Linked DNA regions of Sus scrofa: region 2 is linked to region 1. The links are chromatin contacts, called in public HiChIP or PLAC-seq maps. All regions are on one chromosome and are shown on one strand. The core of a region is the stretch at or near the end of the contact, and the rest is flanking DNA. Distances in the headings are between cores, read along the strand shown.

The links. HiChIP or PLAC-seq counts read pairs in DNA pulled down with a chosen protein or histone mark.
Region 2: a contact with region 1 is called in an H3K27ac HiChIP or PLAC-seq map of alveolar macrophages. The contact joins two enhancer-like sites. A contact is called at or near these places in 2 of 47 Hi-C or Micro-C datasets (embryonic fibroblasts and fetal skeletal muscle) and 1 of 2 datasets of contacts at active chromatin or transcription factors (alveolar macrophages).

The regions. Positions count from the first base shown.
Region 1 is chr2:24,644,703-24,650,021 of Sscrofa11.1, forward strand. It overlaps PRR5L (proline-rich protein 5-like), which reads right to left. Exons shown (of 11, transcript XM_021083180.1): 11 at 2,163-3,412. The coding sequence ends at 3,027. Among named protein-coding and RNA genes, the nearest start is that of TRAF6, 39 kb to the left of the region's middle. Within about 2 kb of position 2,764, at least 3 of the 83 cell types and tissues checked have an H3K27ac peak or open chromatin away from gene starts, as enhancers often do. A contact at or near this core is called in alveolar macrophages, where this site is marked.
Region 2 is chr2:24,840,263-24,845,581 of Sscrofa11.1, forward strand. LOC102163604 (a long non-coding RNA gene) reads right to left here. Exons shown (of 7, transcript XR_002341511.1): 2 at 3,249-3,304; 3 at 2,628-2,876; 4 at 1,015-1,090; 5 at 382-526. Among named protein-coding and RNA genes, the nearest start is that of COMMD9, 24 kb to the left of the region's middle. Within about 2 kb of position 3,074, at least 17 of the 83 cell types and tissues checked have an H3K27ac peak or open chromatin away from gene starts, as enhancers often do. A contact at or near this core is called in alveolar macrophages, where this site is marked.

The DNA of each region.
Region 1 (5,319 bases), core at 1,514-4,013:
ACAGGGACCTGCCACACTTGCAAATTCAGTCAAGACATGCAGCCTGGGAACAGGGTAACACATACAAAATGATATTTATTGAATCCTTTTTGGTGGAAAGATTTTTGGTTTCTGAGCCATTGGAGTTTAAGAGTCGTGATTGTTTCCTGTCATTAAACCTCAGCCACAGTAAGATCCTAGCTTAAATAATGAAAATGAATCTTTATCTTCTGAAGGGGAGAGAAAGTGATTAACACAGTACCGCTGTCACTCTTGGAGTAGCTCTGATGGCTAGAATGCTTATAAACGTCAACAGAGTTTTTATGTGTACAGTGTGAGATAGTTACTGGACAAATATGAGGGTGTACATCAAAGATAAATTGTAAACTGGCCAATAGTCATTAGCAAATAAGTACGTTGGGTCTGTACTGACACTCCCATTCTCAACCTAAGAGCTTACGTGTTTTAACTGCTGTCCTTATTGGGGCATTTAGTATTTGGAACAAGCATTTAGGAGTTCTTGTTGTAGCTCAGTGGAAACAAACCTGGCTAGTATCCATGAGGATGTGGGTTAGATCCCTGGCCTTATTTGGTGGCTTAAGGATCAGCATTGCTGTGAGCTGCGGTGTAGGTCACAGACATGCCTCAGATCCTGCATTGCTGTGGCTGTAGCTGTGCCATAAGCCAGCAGCTTCAGCTCTGATTCGACCCCTAGCTTGGAAACCTCATACGTTGTGGGTATGGCCCTAAAACGACCAAAAAAAAAAGAAAGAAAAAGCATTTAAAAACATATATATCATTCATGTCGTAAACTAAAAAATCAAATCCAAGCATGATTAATTACCTTGCCTGGATCAATAAATACTAATCCCAGGTACTAAGTGTATCAATAAGGACAGAAACCAAAGGTTAAATAAATCATCATGCTGGTTACCTACTGATGTTCCATTTACTAATGCATGTTAGTGAATTTGTGGATTTTTATCCAGCGCATATACAGAGATTATTTTTTGTTTGATATTCTCAGAAGATCTCCTTTGGACATTTCTCTTCCATCACTCTTTAAAAGGATGAAAATGAAACAACTTTTAAAACAAAATTTCCAGAGTTCCCATCATGGCTTAGTGGTTAACCAACCTGACTGGTATCCATGAGGATGCAGGTTCCATCCCTGGCCTCATTCAGTGGGTTAAGGATCTGGCGTTGCCGTGAACTGTGGTGTAGGTTGCAGACGTGGCTTGGATCCAGCATTGCTATGGCTCAGATCCAGCATTGCTGTGGCTCTGGTGTAGGCTGGCAGCTGCAGCTCCGATTAGACCCCCTAGCCTGGGAACCTCCATATGCCATGGTTGCGGCCCTGAATAGACAAAAGCCAAAAAATAATTTTCTAAATTATTGGCCATCAAAAGCACAACTCTGGTCATGTTTCAAAGCTTCACCCACAAGGGAAATGCTGTCAAGGTTTAGGTGAGCTTAGAAGGTCTTGTCCCCTGCTGGCAGCTTAAACTGTCCTCATCCTCTCCCAGCTACCTCCTGCCTTATTGGAAGCCAAGCTGGCTCACATCTCTGACATTTCATAAAGTTTCCAGAGACTAACAGGACACCTAGAAGGTGCCACCTGGGTCAAGGGCCTCCTCTTTTTTCTGGAGCTGTTATCAGTGCAGCCGACAGACCAATACAGAAAGAATGGGGTTGGGTGTGGGTCAAGGGAGATTAAAAAAAAAACCCAGACCTCCAGACCTAGATGGAGGGAGCAGTATTGAAGATATATGTAGCACAGTGCCAAAGCCTGCTGCCCCAAAGAACATTTTGAGACTCCACAGGTTAAGACATTCCAGCCACTTCTGGGCACTTGTTTAATCACAGGGAATGAAAATCCAAAAGCTCATGCCCACATCTCACCCCCGCTGTACAGCACTGAGACATCCCATTTGCTAGAACCCTCTGCTTATGAGGCAAGCTGACTCTCCCTACCTCAGTGCAGCTTTTCCTGTAAACCACGACACTCACAAACACAGGCTGTTCTGGATTCAAGTCCGGCTGCTGCTGGAGCTCTACAGCCTCTGAGCCCTGCCCACCCCAATCACTTTTACCCTGGACCACTACCAGTCTCCTTTCCTAGGGGTTCTGCTTATCTTTCGGTTTGAAGACACATCCCATTGGAAATGAGCAGTGCACGATCCTATGTGCAAATGTTTGCAAGCAATTTATTTTTGAAACGATGCACTTTTAAAAAATTCAAGTCAAATCCAGGAACAGACTAGTTGGTGGGGATCAGCTGGCCCCTCCACCACAAGAGGAGAAGAATCCATTTCTGAAGTCAGAGCGGGAGGCAGGCATAGCTACTCCACCGGGGAGGTGAGTTCCTTGAGTCAGGAAGAAGCTTGAGAGGGGAATGCTGAGGCTTCATCAAAGACGGGGATCCTCTGGCCCTATGACCTCCTGGGCTAAAGCCCAAGGCAGCATGTAGGGTCTGGATATAGAGGAGGGCAGACCCTCACCCACCAGTGGGGACACTCTTGGTAATTCTGTAACTGAAATGAATGATGCCTTCCCAGAATCAGGCCTGGGAGGGGCTGAGGTCTCCTCACACTCCACACAGGCCCAGCAGCCTCTGTATCACAAGACCTCAGAGGGAACCTCACACGCCAACATCTCCTTGCTGTTTTTGTGTGTGGCTCCTGTAGCTCAGATGACCTGCTCAGGGAACACAGGGGCACTGGGACTGGGGAGCCTGGGAGAGTCCCCTATCTGAGGGGAAAAGCCCAGAGAGCAGGAAGTGAGGTGAGTCAGGCAGGCGAGGCTGAAAGTCAGAAGGTGGACATTAGGCATTTGGGTCTGTGTGGCCACAGAGCAATGGTCAGAATCATGAAAATGGAGAGAGGCTTACGACAGGGAGTTTGCCTACGGCACCTAGACTAGGCCTGTACCTGAAGAGGCCCTAGGGCAGCACTGCCCAGAGGAAGAGCCTCCGGGTGATCCCTGGGGCGGAGCCGTCCTCCATCCTGGTTGCCAGGCCTGGGCTAGGAGGTTCCGGAGGCAGGCGTTCAGCTGAGGGAAGCACAGTTCAGCTCCGAGTCCTCCTGGCTGCCCGCTGCCACCTGCTCCGGCTCTTCTGGGCTGTCGGTGATGTTGGGCTCACTGGAGCACTGCCGGTGGGGTGGGGGGAAGCTGGGCGGCAGGAGCAGGCACTTGTCCTCACTGCCAGCCTCCTCCCCTAAGCCTGAGTGCATCATGGTGGCCATGGCCAGCAGCTGGATGTCCGAGTGGGCATTGGCCACTGTGTGCCGCCGGATGCTGCCGCACTTCTCTAGGTAGGCCTCCCCCTCTTGCTCCGTCAGAGGGGTCAGGGCCATCTCATTCAGTGGGCGGCTGACTGGTGCAGCATAGTTCAGGAGTGTGACCTTGGGCCGGACCCTGGAGTGGCGCCGGGCTGCAAGAGAAAGACCAATAAAGACGGGTAATTGGAGAGTTGGTGTCAAAAACTCCTAATTAGTTTCGGGGAAGAGGAAAGTGGTGGCTCCACCCTCAGGGACAGTTTTAAATGAGACCCTGAAGTAGAAGGGAAGAACTTGGCCAGGTCAAATGCTTCCTCGTGCAACTTTATCTACTTAATGCCTGATACTGCCTATGACCAACACGCCCCTCATAGTAGGGGCCACCAAAGGACTTTCCATGATAGATGAGGTCCAAGGGAGCCTCCAGTCTTTTCCAGCTGCTGCCTGAGCTTCACTGGCTTTGCCCTTGATTCCCTCTCAACCAGTTTTCTTTGAAGACCTGGGCACTGGCTGGACCAACCAAAAGCCCTCTGGTTCTACTCAGCATGATGTACCCTCTGCCTTGTCAACAGAGGAAGTAGAAAAGGCTTCATAGGCGTAAATCCAGAGGAACAGACAACTGGGGGGGCCTCAGCTATCAAAGCAAGGGCAGTGGGACATCTCCAGACTGTTCTGAACCAGGACTACCAGCGCTCCCAGCAGGTCAGTGGTTTGAGACCCACGTTCTGTTCAAGTCAATGCTCTGGACTCAACCAAAGAATGAACGAGGCTCCATGGGTGGCCTCCATAGAGGCAGAGAGGGCTGGACACAAATTATAAAACTGCTACTTCTTGAGCTCTCACTGTATTCTAAAAACTATGCTAAATCATGAGATGCATTCATCCTTGAATCCTAAAAACGTAACCTAAATTATGATCGTTTTCTCCTCTGTAAAGTGGGAGATAACATGATGATCAGAGGTAGTAACTTACCTCCGCTCACACAGCTAGAATGCAGTAGAGCTGGGATTCAGACAAGGTCTGTCTCATTCCAGACCTCACTCTGGCCAGCACCAGAGACTGACAAAACAGAAGCCAGCAAATACAAGGCCCAGGGAGGAGGAGGGGCAGCCAAGGGATCAAGCTGAGGGCCAGAAAGGTAGTGAGAGAGACAGAAGCCAGCAAATACAAGGCCCAGGGAGGGGCAGCCAAGGGTCAAGCTGAGGGCCAGAAAGGTAGTGAGAGAGGGTGGGGTGGGGAGGAGGCAGGAGCAGCACTGGCCCTGGCCACATGGAGCCCCAGATGCAGCCCTCCGTAGGTTAACAGACATGCAGTTCTGAACTTGGGCAAAGGCACTGTGGCTAAAGATAGAAATTTTGATATTTTCAAAGACTATTGAGGAACATTAAAAAAATGTTCACTGTATAATATTTAGTGACAAAGGCAGAATATAAGCAGTATTATTATATGCTATTTTTTCCCTTTATAAAGTAAAACTGGGATTACACACACATACATGCACACACATATAAAAACTGAGCGAATGATACATCAAAATATTAATAGTAGTTACCTTTTGGTAGAGGGATTACCAGTGCTTTTTTTTTTTTTTTTAAGGTTCAAAATTTAATAATCTGTTCAAGGGCAAATGCTATAAAATTTGGTTGTGATGATCATGGTACAACTATAAATTAATAAAATTCATTGAGTAATTTAAAAAAATCTGTCCAAGGGCTAAAGCTTCAAAAATGACATTAGGACTCATAATCCCTGTCAATTTACTATTTTTGTGTCTCTTAACAGACATTTCATCAACAAGCATTCACCAAGAGTTTACACTAGGAGAGATAATGTGGTAGGAGCTGGGATAAAAAATTGAGTAGTTATCTGCCTTCAGGAAACCTCTGGTCTGGTACAAACAATAAAAATACCAATTAGGCAGATTCATAGTTGTGTTGGAAATATTGTATGTAATACAGTGCTCCATAGATCTTTTCAAAATGAGTAATTTGCTTATGTATTTTTTTATTACTCAAATGAATTTATCACATCTGTAGTTGCATAATGATCATAACAATCTGAT
Region 2 (5,319 bases), core at 1,824-4,323, 200 kb after region 1:
CAGGGCTGCGTACGTGGCTCAATCCTGATCGATGTTCGTGTCCCACAGAGACTGTCCCAGGACTGCACCTGACTTAAACTGGGCCAGTCTGAGTCTTTTCCTGTGACGTTTTCTGCTGGAATTGGCGGTGAAGACCGCCTCCTGCCTCTCGGCTCCGATAGTGAAGCCGTGTACCAGGAAGGACGAGAAAAGGGATATTTGCACCTGATAACTGCTGTCCCCTGACATCTGAACCAAAGACTCCTTTTTGCCTAAACTGGTTTATACGTATAAACAAAGGACGGAAACAGCACACGTGCCGTCTCGCCACCTTTTCTCACAATAACCCTCATCACCAGTGTGGCACGAGAAAGGGGGGAAACATTTTCGTGGAGAGCTTACCGCCTGTTCCCCGTAGCCGAGGACGTCCGTGGAGCCTCGTCCCCTGGGGTCCGCGCCCGATCCTGAGGAGGAGGGAGGGCCAGGGCCGAGCGAGCACTCCCGTCTGGCCGTTCCCAACTCAGAGGCCTGTGCTCTCCATTCCTGCCTTGGTTTTGGAAAAAGAAAACGGGTTCTTCACAGAAGCCACATTTTCCCCTGCATCTGGCGACGTTTAGCCCCCCCCCCCCCCACCAGTCCTGCCTTCCCACTTCCCTCTTCCGGTGCTTTTCAGGTCCAAAGGCAGTGACAGGAGGAACCGATATTTGGGTCTTTCCCACACACACCAGTTCTCCAAACATAGTGGGCACTGTGTGTCATAGTCATTTGTCAAGCTCTGTGGTCTGGTGCTGACAGATTTTTCAGGAAGTGAGTCCAGTGTGGTTCAGAAGGCTCTTCATTATTTTGTTCCATAAACTGAGATGTTATCAGAAGTGAGAGTTTTTACGACATATAAGAAATATTTTCATCTAGAAGACACTGGCTACCTGTCATTTTGAAAGTTTGCCAGTGGTTGGACTTTTACAAGAATTATTTTGCTCCCGTAACTGCTGACTTCCATGACTTGCATTTGGCAGTTCCTAAACATTTTCTCACCTGCATGATGTTGACCTTTGCACAACTTCCTTCTTCCTTCAGTGTTCATATTTCTGTGGTTCTGCCCTTTTTATAACTACTTAAGGAAGAAAGAAAAGGAGATTTCTTAGTAGTATTTCCTGGTTGATACCAAGGAGGGAGAACCTTTTTTTTTTTTTTTTTTTGCAGGTGCAGCCCTAAGAAGTTCCCAGGCTAGGGTTGGAATTGGAGCTGCAGCTGCCAGCCTAGGCACAGCCACTGCAATGCTAGATCTGGGCTGCATCGGTGACCTACATGCAGCTTAGGGCAGGGATCCTTAACTCGCTGAGTGAGGCCAGGGATTGAACCCACATCCTCATGGATATTGGTTGGATTCTTAACCACTGAGCCATATTGGGAACTCCAAAGAACCATTCTTTATTTGAGGAAATGTCATGAGCTAAGGTAAGTCAGGAAGCTGAGTTTCTGTTAGACCTGGGCTCTTGGGAAAGACTCTGATGGGCTTTTACACCTCACCTGCAAGTGGAGATAACCACTTAGGTAATGCCTCTCCTAGATTTATAGCAAGCTAGGAAGTAGACCCCTTGGCTGAAGAATAGGACTTTCTTGGCTTTGGTGTCAATGTTGGACTAGTCATGTGACCTAAGATGCATAGCACACAGTGAAACACAATCCTGTCCCAACAAGTTGCACCATAAATGAATTGAGAGATGCTAAGGGACATCAGAGGACTCTGGGGTCAGTATAATAAACACCCACTGGCTCAGGAGATGGCCCCTGGTTAGGATTTCAGGAACTCTGATAAAGTTCCTACTCCACGCAGTGGGCGCCCCAGTAAGTGTTCATTTGTGCCCCGCCTTCCACAGACCCAGGATCTGACTGGTATTAGTAAATGATGGCTGAAATATTTCAAATTGGTCAGAGTGGCAGACTAGCGGAATTAACATTGATTTTAAAGTGATCTTCCTAAGTCTCCCTGAGCAGCGTCCCTTTCAACCCGGATCACTTGACGCTAACACCTGCAGAGGGATCTGCCGGTGCTGGGCCCTCATGCACCAACTGGCACCATTCTCCATTCTCGCCACGGTGCTTTCTGGCCGTGACTGACTTCAGGTCTGCGGCCGCAGGGGCGCCACCCCGCAGTCTCCCCACCACACTAGTCTTGCCTGCGCAGAAGGAGGAACGGATAGGAAGGGGTGTGGGAAGGAGGGAATCTCGCCAGGGTGATGGCGAAGGGCAGAGGGTGGCCCTCTGAGCTGCTGCCACTAACGCAGGGGCCAGCATTTCCAAGTGAAGCGGTGCTGGATTCCCTCCAAGTGCCCAAGGGGGCAGAAAAAGAGAGACTAGCACTGGGCCCGAGCAGGATGACAGCACAAACTTCCAGGCCTGGCTGCACCCTCTCTCCCAAATGCCTTCCTTTATCCTGGCTTAATTCGTATTCCGCCCTCTGAATTCAGAAGCAGCACCTAACAGGGACCTGGAGCAAGTCAACTTAATCACCTGTCTTGTCTGCCTGCATTTCCCCCACTGTTCATGTCACCGCACTGCATTTTAATTGCCTATGTATTTGCCTCTCCCCTTGGCACATCCTCCCCCCGCCCCCCCGGAACTGTTCATCGCTGTATCCCCCTTACCTGAGTGCACGGAGCTCCTACTGGCACAGTTTCCTGCCACCAGCTGAAATGGGGCTCTGTCCCTTGGGTTATCCCTGTGGAAGAGCTTGTCACTTGTTATAGCCCCTTTCTTGACTCAAGATTCTTCTTAGGCCCCAAAGCCGCTTCCGCAGGGAAATTTCCTCCCACCCACTCCTCACCGGGGCGCGGCCGGAGCTTGCCCAGGATGGCCAGCAGATGGCGCAGTTGCTCTCCTTATGGCCACTGGGGCTGGAACGGGAAACAAAGACCGGGAAAGAGGGGGGAAGGTGGGGTAGCTGGCAAGCCTCTCCTAGAAACCTGGCAAGGGGAGAAGCTTCCTGCAGAGAAAGCCCCCAGACCCAGGCCCCCTCCCCTTCATAACTCTCCCCCACAGGCCCAAAGCAGCAAAAGAGGAGGGAGAAGGTTCAGGGCAGGCCTGCCCAAGGAACCCATTCAAGGCTGTTCCATGGGCCCAGGTTGGGAAGCACCCACTGCCTCTGCAACGCTTCCCCCACAGGCTGGTGGGTGCCAGAAATCCCACCCTGGGGTCCGGCACCTGAGTCTCTTCCAAATAAGGCTTTATCCTGGTAGAGCCCACAGGGTCTTGTACTGCATACTTACTAGCTAAACCCTTGGGTCAGGTAAGGAGCCAGAGTCAAGTCTCAGTCTCTTCAACTCTGAAAAAAAGAGATTAAGTTTAATTTTTCCTGACAACGCCGATTGGAGGGGATTAATTATACATGAAGGTGTCTGAGAAATGGAAGCTGCCCAATCAATGACGGTTAAACTTCAAACAGGAGCAGAGAGCTGCCTCTGCTGGGGCACAGCCTTCCCTGGTCGGAAGACTCCTCCGTTCTTTTCTGGGAGCAGGTGGATGTGCCGGGTGAGGTGGGGGTGGCAAGGGGCCCTGTCATCTCATCGTCGCTCATCCCAGGGCCTGCAGGCTCCAAATGCTCTCCCCACCTCCTGTCTCCCACCCTCCCCTCCCAGCCCCCCTCCCGCCTCCGCCTTGCAGGCAGGTGTTTTCTAAATGGGAATCGAATGCCATCCCTCGCCTAAAATACTTAAAGACTTTCCATGCTCTCAGCATAAAGGCCGCACTCAGAAAAAATGTCATTCAGTGTTCTTTATAATCTGATTTCTCCCTACATGTCAGTGTCATAAAACAAGATTAAGGAAATGGGCTTCAATCAGAATAAACACCGTGAGGTCCAGGGGCTGGAGGGAGTGGGTACTGGGTGAGGAGGAACTGGCCGAGAGGGCGTGGTGGCCAGCACTGTCCAGGCCTTGATCCACCTTTTCTCAAGGACAGAGACTGGGTGCCCTTCACCTGGGACACTGTCTGTCACGGTAGATGCTCTGTGTGCACTGAATGAGTGGAGCCATGAATGAATGAGTGACTGACTTAGCGAATGACTAAATGAATGAGTGACTGAACGAATGAGTGACTGAAGGAATGAGTGAAAGAATTAATGAGTGAATGAACAAATGAGTGAACCAACGAATGAGTGAACAAATGAGTGAATGAACGAATGAGTGAATGAACAAATTAATGAGCAAATGAGCAAATGAACGAGTGAATGAACGAATGAAAGAGTGAACGAATGAATGAACTAATGAGTGAATGAATGAATGAACAAATGAACAAATGAATGAGTGAATGAACGAATGAATGAACTAATGAGTGAATGAATGAATGAACAAATGAACAAATGAGTGAATGAACAAATGAGTGAGTGAATGAACAAATGATGAACAAATGAGTGAGTGAATGAATGAATGAGTGAACGAATGAGTGAAAGAATGAATGAGTGAATGAATGAATGCCTGACAGGGGCCAGGGTTGACTGACTGACACTTCCTGTGTCCAGCAGCCACATCTTCTGCCTGTCAGGGTCTCCACCTTCTCCTCCCCACCTGCCAGGCTAGCCCCCCTCCCTGCTGCCTTGGCTGGTCTTTGAGGCTGGAAGGGACAGTGCTGGAGGACAGTGAGGCCAAGGAGAAGAGAACTCATCTCAGCCACGCAACCCGGGACCCAGGCCTAGGGGAAGTGATGGCCGCACTGAGGGCAGAAATCCCTGAGCCGGCTCTGGCCATGACCTCTCTCCGTCTTAACCTTGCAGGAAGGTCACCCTGCTTTTCCACCATGCACCTTTTGGGCAGCCAGGGCCCTGGGCGTGGCTGTCCAGCCATCTGTTTTGGGTCGGCCTTGTCCCTGGCAGATGCTGCGGGTCCCGTGCGCCCGCTTCCATGGCGCACCGCCGACTGCAGGAGATGGCACATTTCTGCGGCCTCTGCCTGGGCTCTCTTGTGACCCCGTTTTCCACATCACTCACCTTCCCTCCTCTCCATCTGCAGTTTCACTTCAACGTCCTCCAAAAAGAACTGCTCCCTTGGACTGGCCCGCTCGGCCACCTGGCAGACAGAAGTGCCCAGCACCTGGGGAGGCAGAAGGCTCTTGCCTTTGTCTGCCTGTTGAGCAGGGACCTGTGTGACCATCCCCACTGTCACTGGCCTAGGGCCTGTCATCATTAGCTCCGAGTTGGGCTCCACTGCCCTGGGCTTGCCTTCCTCTAAACCAGCCGTCACAATGCATCCCAGACAGTAAATCTGGCCTGGTGTTCTTTTCCCAGGCTTCCATCTCAGTAAATTCCAGCTGCAACCACAAATGTGTAGACCTCGCTGCCCCACC